Regions from separate parts of the Mus musculus genome. Here region 2 is linked to region 1. A link is a contact called in public Hi-C data. All regions are on one chromosome and are shown on one strand. The core of a region is the stretch at or near the end of the contact, and the rest is flanking DNA. Distances in the headings are between cores, read along the strand shown.

The links. A called contact is a pair of places that touch in the nucleus more often than the background predicts.
Region 2: a Hi-C map of cerebellar granule neurons shows a contact between it and region 1, with 1.7 times the contacts expected there. The contact joins two enhancer-like sites. A contact is called at or near these places in 12 of 484 Hi-C or Micro-C datasets (the C2C12 cell line, the G1E-ER4 cell line, the HPC-7 cell line and 6 more), 6 of 115 datasets of contacts at active chromatin or transcription factors (DN3 thymocytes, the HPC-7 cell line, the SCID.adh cell line and 3 more) and 1 of 9 other capture datasets (embryonic stem cells).

Annotation. Positions count from the first base shown.
Region 1 is chr10:24,963,554-24,966,867 of GRCm38.p6, forward strand. No RefSeq gene overlaps it. Among named protein-coding and RNA genes, the nearest start is that of Gm36228, 5.3 kb to the left of the region's middle. Within about 2 kb of position 1,923, at least 11 of the 459 cell types and tissues checked have an H3K27ac peak or open chromatin away from gene starts, as enhancers often do. A contact at or near this core is called in the SCID.adh cell line and cerebellar granule neurons, where this site is marked.
Region 2 is chr10:25,109,882-25,113,202 of GRCm38.p6, forward strand. All of the region lies in intron 1 of Gm51762 (a long non-coding RNA gene), which reads left to right. Among named protein-coding and RNA genes, the nearest start is that of Gm51762, 24 kb to the left of the region's middle. Within about 2 kb of position 1,965, at least 54 of the 459 cell types and tissues checked have an H3K27ac peak or open chromatin away from gene starts, as enhancers often do. A contact at or near this core is called in the SCID.adh cell line and cerebellar granule neurons, where this site is marked.

The sequences.
Region 1 (3,314 bases), core at 673-3,172:
ATCAGATAATGTTTGCACTTTACACAGATCAAATAATAATATCCGCTGTGTTTTCAGGCTGTCTTGCTTTTGGCCTCTCTCAGCCTCCTTACATTCTGTTTTAATTGGTTTATTGAAATGTCGGCTGCCCGTCCTGTTGGATGATTTGTTGCTTTCACTCATCTCCTCTTGGTGCCTCCCTGGACCACCCCACTCATGCCCTACAGTTATTCTCACCAACCCTTGGGGGCTGCTCTGCGAGAGCCATGTAGAACAGTTAAATGCAGCGTGCACTTAGCGTTCGTAGGGTGTTCAAAGCCATACTCATTTTCTTGTGTTCATTTCAGCTCTGCGGAGGGTGCAATATCGTACTGTAACTTGTCGTATTAGGCAGAATTGTCTTGTTGTGTGTATGTGTCTGTGTAGAGGTGTTTTGCTGTATGGACGTCTGTGTACCGCTTGCATGCCTAGTGCCCTTGAAGGCCAGAAGAGAGCATTGGAGCCTCTGGAACTGGAGCTACAGTTGTAAGCTGAATGAAAGCACCGGGAATCATCCTCTGAAGGAGCAGCCAGTGCTCTGTAGCTGCAGAAGCAGTTTTTAATAAGCTATCCAGAGAATCTCCACCTCTTTTTGTTTTTTTGTTTGTTTGATTTATTTTTATGTGATCATTAGAGGTTCCATACATTTAGCTAACAATACTGTTCAGAAAAGTGGACCACACAGAGTCCTAATAGAGCAACCCTGTATTTAAGGTGTATTTGGGGGTCTGGAGAGATGGCTCAGTGGTTAAGAGCACAAATTGCTCCTCCAAAGGTCTTGAGTTCAACTCTGGGAATCCACAAGTCAGCACTTAACTGTCTGACACTATCTTCTGGTGTGCAGATGTACATACAAAGTACCCATATACGTAAAATACATAAATAAATCTTAAGGCTGCTCTCAAACTACATATTATGACTGTTTGGAAAATATGAATTTGACTACAGAAAAACTATTTTCTGTCCATTTTGAAACTATGTGTCTTTAACACTTCTGCAAGCAATCAAATCCAATTATATATATGTATATATATATATATATATATATATATATATATATGGCCTTGAACTCAGAAATCCGCCTGCCTCTGCCTCCCAAGTGCTGAGATTAAAGGCATGCACCACCACCGCCCGGCCAAATTCAATAATATTATTTTCTCAGAACGGATCTTTTTTTTTTTTAAGATTTATTTATTTATTTATTTATTTATTTATTAATTATATGTAAGTACACTATAGCTGTCTTCAGACACTCCAGAAGAGGGAGTCAGATCTTGTTAGAGATGGTTGTACGCCACCATGTGGTTGCTGGGATTTGAACTCAGGACCTTCAGAAGAGCAGTCAGTGCTCTTACCCGCTGAGCCATCTCTCCAGCTTCCCAGAACAGATTTTATAGTGTATTCTTTGTTAATTAAAAGCAGAATTCTAAACAGCAAGGAACAACTCACAGTCATTATTTTTTAACTATCTCCTTTCTCAGAGCTTCCTAAATAGAGCTGATAAACCAGTTTGTAGTCCTCTGAACTTAAAATTCTGCAGAAAATTCTGCTTCATCTACAAGGTGCCAAAAGCAGGAGCTTCATCAAGTGCAGGACTGGTCACCTTTGTTTCCGTACTGTGCTGATTCACAAGTCAAGTCCCCACTTCCTATTCACTCTCTCTCTGGACACCACGATACTGTCCTCTGGGATCCAATCCAGGCCTTGTGAGCACTGGGCAAGCACACCTCTGCTAACCTTTGTGCCTAACTCAGCCTTGAGCCTTTGCAAAGCTTGTAGAAAGCGTTCCTGATGAGAAAGATTGCTGACACAACCAGGAGGGATGCTACCGTCGACAGGGGCTCCTCTTGCTGTGTTAAATAATTTCCCATATCTTTGCCGTCCAGATCTGCCTTCTGCTGTGCAATTTCCATCACAATATAGCAGATTGGAGGTAATATTGGGTTTGCAGAGCACAGCGGGCTTGAGAACTACTGCAGTAGCAAAAAATCTCTGCTTCAGAAACCCCCTTCTGACCCTTTCGTTTTTCCTTTTAAACAAAACAAATATTACTGAACCTTATAGGGCCCCAAGCACTGCACAAGGTTCTTCTGTATGTTGCTAATTTAGTTCACACTTGGAACCTGCAAAGATCCAAAAACCACAACAGAACGAACTGTTCTGATACCATCAGAGACGGTAATTACTAGCTCAATCATTTCCATCTCTTAGGACAGTGACTACATGTTCCACTGAGCACCAAGTCTTGATTTAAAGCTATCCCCATCCACATCCAGGTTATAGTAGGATGGCATGGGTAATTTATCTATTTTTGCCTTGGTCGGGTCCAGACCAAATAAAAGCACAAATTAGTGATTTGAGGACACTGAACTGAAAGGGATGCTGTACAAAGGTGGGGACAGGGAGTTGAGAATCAATACAAATGGAGCAGCAGACAAAAGAAGGCAATGGTGCGTGGGAGGAGAGAGCTGTCATCTGTTCAGGACAAGCAGCAGGGTTGTGCTTAGCAGAGTTTCTCAGGCTGCTGTGCAGAGAGGGTCTCGGGACGGAAGATGACTTCTGTGGCAGGTGGATGAAGGCGATCTGCTGTGGACGGGCAAGACAATGACGAGTTGTCGGGTTGTGATGGTTCATATCCACAGTCAACTTGCTACGTCTAGAATCTGCTGTGACACCCACCTCAGGGCTGTCTCAGATGGTCTATTTTTTTTTTTTATACTGGTTTACAGGTTTTACTGAAGAGGGAAGGCTCACCCTGAACGTGGGTGGCATCGTGCTGATATCCTCACTGAATCAACAGGGATGGGGAGAAAATGTACTGAGCCCTCATCCTTCTCTGCTTCCTGACTGTGTGGAATGTGACAGCCACTTCATATCCCTGACAGCTTGCCGTGATGGACTACATGGCTGCAAAATGTGGGCCACAATGAATGCTGCCTTACTCTCTGTGTGTGTGTTCTAATTTTTTATTTATTTACACTCCAGTCATTGCCTCCCCTCCTAGTCCCCCTTACACAGTTCCTCATCTCATTCCTCCTCTCCCTTGCCTCTGAGAAGTTACTTTCTCTCCCACCAAGCCTCTCCCTTCCCTGGCGCCACAAGTCTCTCTTCTCCCACTGAGGCCAGACCAGGCAGTCCTCTGCTATATATGTGCCAGGGGCCTCTGACCAGCTTGTGTATGTTCCTGGTTGGTAGTTCAGTCTCTGGAAGCTCCCTGGGGTCTGGGATGGTTGAGATTGCTGGTGTTCCTATGGGGTCACCCTCCCCTTCAGCTTCTTTAACCCTTCTCCTAATTC
Region 2 (3,321 bases), core at 715-3,214, 150 kb after region 1:
GGTCCTAACATTAGATTGTTTGCTGTTCCTATTACCATGGTAATAGTAACCATAGCTGTTACTATTACTTTGTAATGTGGGGATTAAGACTGCCTGGATCACTCATTTCAGCAGGTTCATAAGGAAAAGATAAAAACTCAGGGCAGAAAACACTCCACATTGAAACAGAAGAGTCAACAAAAAAGAATGAGGAGAAGAGATCTGTGAGGCAGGAGGAAGGCCATGTAACTAAGGTGACAGGAGCCATGGGGAAGTATGTCAAGAAACAAAACTGCCCTGTGACAAAAGATGCCGAGATATGAGCACTGGACCAGAAGCCCTTTCCCATCTGGAGCAGGAGGGTTCACCTTGCACATCTGTTAGCTATCAAGGGTTTTGTGTGGTGTCTCCTGACTTTGAACACCTGTATCCCTTCTTTCTTTTGCTAATGGTATCTGGTTCTTCTCTAAGAAGCATGTGGGACCAAGTAAACCTATGGCCCATCTCATCAGAATTCTCCCTGCACAGACTGAAGAAATGCCATCTCTAGACCATTTGTTGTAGCTGGCTGGATTATCATCTAGAGGTGCATACGGACAACCATTTCTCTGGCCAATAGAAAGACACGTTTAAGTAGTAGGAATGAGTTCATCACACTCTTCCACAATCACCAAAAAGCACTAAAGCACCAGGCAACAAAAGTCAACAATACAACACTCGAGACTTTTTTTTTTTTTTTTTTTGGTATAGTATCTCCTTTGAAGTGTGTGGCCCTATAACATTAAAAATCCATTGTTAATTAGAGTGTGATAGCATTTTGCTTCTGTTTTCCCATAAACTGCTTCTACCAACAAACAGAGACACGGAGGGTGAAGCGGTTCTTTCAAGGCCACACAAAAAGCTAAGCACTTCCTGCCACTCAAATCGTCACAGTAAAGGTAAAAACTAGACACAGCCCCAGCGTCTCTCTATATTTCTACCTGATATCCTGTGCTCACCACCATCATACTTACTATAAAGTTCTTAAAATATATGAAAGAGTGGAGGCTTGTGATGCAGCACTTGGCAGAGTGCTGGCTGCACATTTTCCCCAGTCGCACATAAACCAGATATATACATAATCCTTGCCTGCAATCTGAGCACCTGGGAGATGGAGGCAGGAGGAGGGGAAGTTCTACATTTTCAGCTATGTATTAAGTTCAAGGCCAGCCTGGGCTACATGAGTCCCTGTCACAAAAAAAGAAAAGAAACAAGAAATAGAAAGAGCAGAGGAAAGTAAAAGGACCAAAGAAGAACGGATGAAAACATACCTAAGTAAAGACTGTGCCAGAACCTGAGCTCAGATCCCTAGCAGACTTTTAACCCCAGCTCTCAGCCCTCACCTGCAATCCCAGCACGCGCAGAGATCGCAGAGATCAGGAGGGTCCTTGAAACCTGCTGGGCAGACTGTTTAGAGGAATTTGTGAGCCCCAGGGTCAGTGAGAGTGCGTGCCCAAAAAAGTAACATGAAGGACAAACCAGGAACACAGCCAATGTTACCCTCTGGGTTCTACACATACAGGCATGTACACATGTGCAGGTGCACTTTACACACACGAGTACACGATTGAACACACATACACACAGCCTCCAATTTGGTGCACATATGCATGTACAATATCAGAAAGCTAGGCACTTCCTGCCACTTAAATAATTTACCAACCGGTGTATTATCAACAATCTTTTGTCCTAAAAACTAGTCAGTCTTAAAAAAAAAACAAAAAACAAAAAAACAAAAAAAGAATGCTAAGAATGGTCAATTGTCGGTCCGTCCCTCATCACCCACCAGATCCCCATTGTTACATGAGTACAATTGGCATTCTCATTAGGGACTCACAGGGACATCACCTGCTCAGCTGTATTTCTGCACGCCCAGCTCTGAGCGCGTGGTCCTCTTGGCTCTGAGGTCAGAGTGCTTGCAAGGCTGCACCAGACTCCCCGCTGGTTTTATTTACAACCTCATCAGTTCCCACACAGCTCCAGATGGGTCCTCGGGCCTTTGTCTATCACAGTTTCCTTTCTGGAATTTGTGAGGAATGACCTAGATTTTTTTTTTAAGTGCCTACAATCTCCTTTGAAATAGCAATGACTTCAAAGGGAGACTCTATCTAGGAGAATACAAACAGTATTTCAGCTGGGAGCCATTCCGAGATTTTTATAACTTGCCATTTAATAGGATTTTTTTTTCCTTCTGCATTGGCAAAGGGAAGGCATTTTGCCATAGCAGAGTACTTCATTGGATCAGAGTCCAGCATCACATAGCCAAGAAGGCAAAAATAATCTTATCATCCATCTTGCTGAGTAGATGAGCCACGAGCTTTACAAATACAACTCATGAGAACTAAGCAGCCTGTGATTGAAGATAAGACCTCTGAATGGAATTGCAAACACCGCTGGGGTTTCTGAGCCCCTGGTCAAATACCTACTGCCATCACTCCCCCCACCCCCATGTACTAATCTTAGAGCAAAGACCCCGTTTCTAAATTTCTTCTGCAAGTATGACCTTTTTAAAAAAAAAAAAAAAAGCAATCTCTGGAAATTTCTTATCAGGGTCAAGTTGTTTCGGGGACATTTTCTAACCAACAGTACAATATACCCTTAAAACATCACATTTATAGACTATCACTTTTTAATCTTATCTACACAACGGTGCTGGGAATGAGCTCTTGAATTCATTACACTCCTCAAATTAAATTCGAATTGATGAATTTCTCATGCATGCTGAACGAAACAATTAGTTCCATAATGGTTATTTATTAAGTCTTTGCATTGCGCCCGCTGGAAACCACAGCCGGCAAGGCTGAGCGGATACAAAGGATTTTTTTAAATGAAAGCTTAGGATGGAAAGACACTGAGCAGGAAAAAAAGCTCAATGGAAATTTAAGCTTGTTGTTTGTGTACAAAACTATATTAGGATAAAAATTTGATCTTCAGTAATGGGTACCTTCACATTGTATTTAGTATTTTGCATAAATTTTAATACTCCCAGCAGGTCCACCACAGCACAGAACAATCCCCAGTATTTGACTCTGTGCCTGGGTCTGCTACAACAGACTCTTTCCAGCCTTCTCCTCTGCTTGGCATCAGCTCATCGGCTCCCTGCTGGCTTGGTTTGGGCTCAGCCTGGAGGACACACTTTCCTTCTGCAGTTCAATATCTGTAGGTAGCTGACCTAGACCTATGACAATTTGACGTCCATCCTTCTCTTAGGTCTGTAGCCTCTACCGTGTTCTCTCTGTGAACGCTATCCTACAAGATGGACCTATCATTATAGAGCAGGTAAACTGGAAAAGATAGAAGCAA